2 separate regions of the Pan troglodytes genome follow, and region 1 is linked to region 2. The links are chromatin contacts, called in public HiChIP or PLAC-seq maps. All regions are on one chromosome and are shown on one strand. Each heading gives the region's core, a stretch centred on a gene start, on an enhancer-like site or on the middle of the called end of the contact. The rest is flanking DNA. Distances are from core to core; before and after follow the strand shown. Region 1 holds the start of RIMS2 (regulating synaptic membrane exocytosis 2). Region 2 holds the start of DCAF13 (DDB1 and CUL4 associated factor 13).

Evidence for each region. HiChIP or PLAC-seq counts read pairs in DNA pulled down with a chosen protein or histone mark.
Region 1: an H3K4me3 HiChIP or PLAC-seq map of stem cell-derived excitatory neurons shows a contact between it and region 2, with 4 times the contacts expected there. The contact joins the promoter of RIMS2 here to the promoter of DCAF13 in region 2. A contact is called at or near these places in 1 of 7 Hi-C or Micro-C datasets (stem cell-derived neural progenitor cells) and 1 of 1 datasets of contacts at active chromatin or transcription factors (stem cell-derived excitatory neurons).

What each region holds. Positions count from the first base shown.
Region 1 is chr7:113,754,948-113,758,143 of NHGRI_mPanTro3-v2.0_pri, reverse strand. RIMS2 (regulating synaptic membrane exocytosis 2) reads right to left here and starts at 1,874. Exons shown (of 34, transcript XM_063816527.1): 1 at 791-1,874.
Region 2 is chr7:113,669,274-113,672,318 of NHGRI_mPanTro3-v2.0_pri, reverse strand. It overlaps DCAF13 (DDB1 and CUL4 associated factor 13), which reads right to left and starts at 1,582. Exons shown (of 11, transcript XM_016960268.4): 1 at 894-1,582. The coding sequence starts at 1,419. It overlaps SLC25A32 (solute carrier family 25 member 32), which reads left to right and starts at 1,198. Exons shown (of 7, transcript XM_001156320.6): 1 at 1,198-1,632. The coding sequence starts at 1,473.

The DNA.
Region 1 (3,196 bases), core at 625-3,124, 86 kb before region 2:
CCCTCAGAAAAACCCGGTCTGCCAAGACCGTGAGCAAGAATAGTAGAACTTCACAAGGTAGGGAGCATCCCAAACTGCAGTGATGGTAGGAACTGGAGTCTCTTCAGGATTAAACAGATTTACTAGTTGCAAACAGGAAGAGCAGCGGAGTGCAGGGTGTTAGCACTCGCCGAGGGGGAGGGGCTGGAAGATGGCGGCGGACGCACACCCACCCGACCGCGACAGAGCTTAGGCCCCTCGCCCGCGCCGCCGCCCGCTGCTCGCAGCCACTGTGGGCAGCCCTACTCTGTCCCGCGTTGCTGGTAGAGCCGCCCCGCGGAGGCGTGGGACCAGGATGGCGTCCGCATCCCCTGCCAGCGCGCCTTCGCCCGGGTCCGTCCAGGGAGCACCTGTGCACGGCCATATTGGATTCTGTGCCCCAGTCACTGCCTCAGCGCGGCGGGAAAGGAGAGGGTACGCACAGAGCCTGGGTTCAGCCCCAGTCCCGCTGGGGCCCCGGAGCCAAGATGACCAGCGGGGAAATCCGGAAGGCGCCAAGGAAAATCACACCGCCCTAAGGCTCGCCACCCTCACCTCAGCCGGCCTTGGCGCCCTCCCTCCCCGACACACACCCCTGCTCTCAGACACCCCCAAAACAGCCCGGGCGGCCGGCGCTGGCCGCAGCCCTCGTGGCCTGGGCGCCGCCGGCGGGAGGGAGGGCGGCGAACTGGGGCGCGCAGGCGGCCGCAGGGCAGTGGCCGAGGGGGCGGAGGGCAGGGAGAGAGGCGGGAATATGGAGCCAGGTCCTTACTTGAGCACGGACTGCTCCTTCTCCTCTTCTTTCTTCTGCCTATCCATGACGGCCAGGATGATTTTCCTCTCCTCCTCCGTGAGGTGGCTGAGGTCAGGCATCTCGGGCTGCAGAGGCGGCTGAGAGGCCGCCGGGATGGGAGCCGGGCGGCCCCGGGGCCCGACAGGAGCCGACATGTTTGGTGGAGCCCAACCACCCTAGGGAAGCGGGGAGGCAACTCCACTGGCAGCGGCGGCACCGGCGCGGCGGCTGGGGCAGCCTCCAGCGCTGGGACAAATACATACAAATCAATGGCCTTCAATCCAAGGCGACAGCCCCCTCCCCCAAGAAAGAGCAGGGGGAGGGGAGGGCGAGCGCGTGGGGAAGGAGGGCTGAGGAGTGCGCTTCGGGAAATGTTTCTTCTTCCCGGGGGCGAAGGGCTGTGAAGTGAGCGGTTCAAGGGAAAGGGGAACTGGAGGCCGGGACGCGGAGTGCGCGGAGAGGCGGGGGAGGGTGGTGGAGTAAGGTGGCGGAGACAGCTAAGGGTGGGGTGACTGGAGGGAGCAGGCGGGAGGGCGACAGGCGGACCGGGGCGCGAGTGTGTCCGGCCGCGGTCAGGGCCGGGAGCGCGCGCGCCGCCTCGGAGGGGAAGGGGTGCCTGCGAACCAGCCCCCCGGGAACTCGCTTCGAGCGCCCGGAGGCGGAGTACTGCCGGCCCGAGGGGCACCCAGGCGGGAGCGGAGAGGGTCGTGAGGAAGCGAGGACGGTTTCCCGGAGAAGCAACTCAGCCGTCCCGCCTGCTGACGCGTCACAGGGCTCCCGCGCGCCACAGAGGGAGAACTCCTCCAGGCACACCCGGGAGCGGGCCGCGGGGCCGGAAACCCCCGCGGAGACCCCAACCCCACCCACCCCACCCCCGGCTAGAGTGGAGAAGCGAAAGCGGAGAAGATATGACGGGGGCTAGCGGCGGAGAGTCCCGGGGCCAGGGCCCTTCGGCTGCCAACGCCCGGATCCAGGCGAGCTCCGACGTGCAGCGGGGTCTGGCGCCGGCCCCTCCTCATCACGCGCCCGGCCCAGGGTCGCTCAGCCGCCGCCGCCGCCGCCCCTTGGGTCGATGGAGTCGGCGCGGAAGGCCCGCGCGCCCTGCGCCGCCGCCGCCGCCGCCGCTCAGTGCCGCCGCCAGCACCTCCTCCGCCCCTCCGCCTCCCGGGCTCTTCCCGCGGGGGCGGCGTCACCTCCTCGCTGCCCAGGCCCGGGCACCGCGGGCGCCCCGCGGGCGGCAGCCGCCCCTCCCGAGCGCGATCTCCAGGCTGGGTCCGGGGCCGGGCGGGGAGGGAGGGGAGACTGAGCGTGAAGGGAGGGGGCGCCCGAGTTTTCGGGGACGGAAGTGTGGAGAATAGGAGCGTGTGGGGGGGCGCCCGAGGTGTCGGGGGCGGGGGAAGAGTATGAGCAGGGGTGGGGGCAGGGGTGCCAGGTGTGGCAGGTAGGGAGGTAGAGGCGGCGAGTGGGGGCGCCCGAGGGACCGGGGCGGGGCGGGGAGCGTAAGGGTGGCAAGGCGCCCGAGAGTCAGGGCTGGAGCTGAAGGCAGGTGACAGGGAGGGGGCGCCCAGGTGTCAGGACCTGAGGAGAAAGAGCGCGCGTAGCGGGAGGGCCCCGGTGTCGGGGCGGGATCCTGGAAGGAGGGAGAACGTGAGGAGGGAGGAAGGGTCCCTGGGGTGTCAGGGATGGGGGCCAGGAAAGGGGCAGAGAGCTGGAGGTCCGCAAGGGGGGATAGCGGGGGAGGGAGGTTGGAGCGAGTGGGGAACGCAGGTGGTGTCGAGGCGGGGACAGGGCGAGGGGAGCGGGGCGTGAGGAAGTTGTGGGAAACCGCGCTGGACGCTGAGAATGTGCGGAAGGATCCTGAGGGGAGGACGCGGGACAGCGCGAGGAGAGACGAGGAGAGTTAGGGTTGGCCGGGAGGGTGCGAAGATGACGCGACCACTGGAGGCTGTGAGGGTGAAAGGAGCAAGAATCGTCTAGAGACGGGCTGGGCCGGTGCTGGGGCCAAAGGCTTCTGTCTGTCAGGCCCTTTTTGGCGCTCACTCTAGAAAGAAGAGGCGGAGACGCGAAGAGATCGGGTTAGAGTCAGATTTTCGAAGCACGGAGATGGGTTCAATGAAAGGACGAGGAAAGACGAGAAACCAGCGGCCGGAGAGAACGGAGGTGGCCGCCGCCGTCCTTTGCTCTGCTCGGGGCTGGGCGCCGCCCGGAGAGCCCTCCCGGAGGGGGCGGGGCGGGGCCGGGTGAACAGAGCTGGGCGGGCTCGCCACCTCTTCCAGGCGCCCTGGGCAAGCAATGTGGGTGACTGAGCTGGGGTGTGTGTGCCTGTGTGTGTGTGTACGTACACAAGTGAGCGTGTGTGCGCACCCCACCCAGCCTTCCACACGC
Region 2 (3,045 bases), core at 333-2,832:
AAGGAAGGTGGGACCAGAGATTCAAGGACTGGGAATGATGCCAAATCCAAGTGACAAATCTAATTTATATTTTAGAAACATTACTGCCTTGTGACAAACTGTAAACATCTTTTGAGCAGAGACTTCTTAGCAATGCTAACACACATGTTGATAATATCTCCTACTCAACCAAAATAGTGAAATACTGTTTTCGCCTCATCTCATCTCGCTTACTCCTCATTCAAACTAATGACACAGCCCTTCTTTCTATGCCTTAGGTTCATTCCTGCCTGAAGACCTTTGCTCCTGTTATTGTCTTTATTTAGAACAATCTGCTTACGCATGGTTGGTCCCTTGTCATTTAGGTATCACAAAGTACAATTTATAAGTGGTTAGCATGTTAACGGGGGAACAGACCAGGAAGGATAAATTAATTTCATTTAACCATTCTTTCATCAAACTTCTTAAGGGATGGTAAGAGAAAACTGATGCTTTTAAATTTATCTTTGTCTCTTCCAACATCCAGAACTAATGTGAAGTAGTAAAGCGGCAAGAAGAGCAGTAGGAAGGTTTTAAAAGCCTTTTTAACTCTCAGCCCTTCAACCCACGAGTTTGGCTCATTCAAGTCCACTTTTCAGTAATAGGAACCTGAAGACAATCCCAGAGCAGCAGCTGGAATTTTTCTCCACTATAGACAACTATTTCCCACTCACCACTAGAGGAAATTCTTAGAAAAAGGACTTGAACAGACTTTACTTGCTATCCATCCAGTTCCGCAGCGACTCCGTAGCGAAAGGTAACTGAGAAAGAACCAGACCGGAGTGCCAGCCTCCCCCGGCTTTACTCCGCGAAAGCCGAGGCTAGACCCAAGGACTTGCGGAAACCGTCCCTTTCTCCCTACCAACTTATCTTACCTCTCTGTAAGTCCAACTTGGTTTCGCGGACATAATTGTCCGGATTCCGGCTCAGCATCTTCACCTTCATCTCGGTTGCTCTTCCGGCCGGACTCCACGAGCTGTTCGCTACGAGTTCCGCCCACCGCCACCTCCTCCCACAGGCGACTTCCGCTTTTCCCAGACTACTTCCAGTCACGTGACTCGCGGAGCGGCGGCCTGCTGGCTCAACTGGATCCTGCGCCGCTCCGTAGTTTTGCCGGCAAACGTTAGCAAGGGGCGGTTCTTTAGCGGTGCAGTCGCTTCCGCGTCCGTGGGCTGGAGCATTTGTGGGCGAGGCAGGGCGGAGACTCGGGAAAGGCTGGGACCTCCTCTCCATCGCGCTTTCCGCCGGCGTGACGTAGTGGCTGTGCCCCGTTCTTGCCCCCTCAGTACTAGAGTCTCCGGCTTCGCTCACGCGCCTTGGGCGTAAGAGTCCTGTCGTTGGTCCCGGAGGTGGGGTTGCGCTCACAAGGGGCGACCGTCGCCACGGTGGCGGCCACTGCATCGCGTCCCACCTCCGCGGCCCTGGGCGCCGTGGTGTCGACGGGCCCCGAGCCTATGACGGGCCAGGGCCAGGGCCAGTCGGCGTCCGGGTCGTCGGCGTGGAGCACGGTATTCCGCCACGTCCGGTATGAGAACCTGATAGCGGGCGTGAGCGGCGGCGTCTTATCCAACCTTGCGCTGCATCCGCTCGACCTCGTGAAGATCCGCTTCGCCGGTAAGAGTCCTCCCAGACACCGGGCTGCATCCTCTCACTGTCAGCCCGAACTGGATCTCCTCCGTCTTTTCCGTTCTAGGGGGAGGAGGAGCGTTGAAGGGGGTGCTGTCCGCGTTGGCTAACCTGAACTAGATTTGAGGAAATGGTGCTTGGTGGAGGGGTCGGCCTGCGATCTTCCCCGCTCCTCAAGACTAAGAGAGGGGGCATGTATGTAGAGAAGTCTGAGAAAAAACATCCTCATTGGCAGAGAAGATGGGATTCAAAGCCTGATTTGTAAAATAAAGAAGGGATTGTCACATTTTAAGGTTTAGTCCTCACCCGTGCAAATCATTCACTCTTGGAGGAACTTTGAAATCTTAGCATACCCACGTGGTTTGGCAGCTCGACTAGTATTGGGATAGGGCGTAATCTTCAGCGAATGGTTGGGAGTAGATTTAGAATAGAATTCTCTTGAATGTTTGTTTTTTGGCATTTGTAGAATGGTACAAGTTTCTGTGAAAAAATAGGTAGCTAGAATCGAAATACTATTTTAAGTGTATTAGATGAATTGAGTATGTTGAAATTAACAAAGCATTTTAGAAGTTAAACTCAACACTAAAGTCTGGAAAGAGTTTCAAAGATGATCTTTGATAACTGAAATTGCAGAAAATAGTTTCCAAATAAAGTTACTACAAGTTAAGTTCAGCCTTGAGAATTAAATCTACAGAAGTTGTTTATTTTAGCATTAGGCAATTCAGTTCACTTGATTTATATTCTCTTAATATTTGTAGACTGCTGTACGGGCTACAGAAGTATCTAATAAAGTTCTTGCCTTCAGGGAACTTAGAATTTAATTGTAGGCGTTAGACTTAGTCATATAAAAGGTAATTCTAGACAACATAAAATCAAGAAATACAAAAACAAAATATAAATACAGGTAAACCGTTAAGAAAATTCTACATTACTGATGGCCATATGTATCTTTAAGGTTCAGTGGAAGATTGGGGCTTGGGGTTTCCCATAGAAGGGCTAATATTTTGACAGCTGGAGAGGAAGCAAGAAGCCGTTCTATGAAGGAAAATCATCGAAAATTATGGAGTATTATCTCTAGAAAAAACACCACAAAGACATATAATTTCATGAGGTTTTATGATGCATGCACAAATAATTATGTTATTGACAAGTAATCTTTATCGAGTATTTACTAGGAGCAAGGCAGTGAACTGTGCTTTAGATGCATTATCTCATTTATTATCCTGTAAATCTATTCACGGGAACAATCCTGTGAGTTTATGATATCTGCTATACAGATGAGGATAACAGAAGTTGACTAACTTGCCCAAGTCACAAGTTTGTAAAGATGGATCTGGGATTTAAACCCAGGTAATCTAACTCTGGAACCCTCTGGCACTTAACCTCTCACCATATTACCTC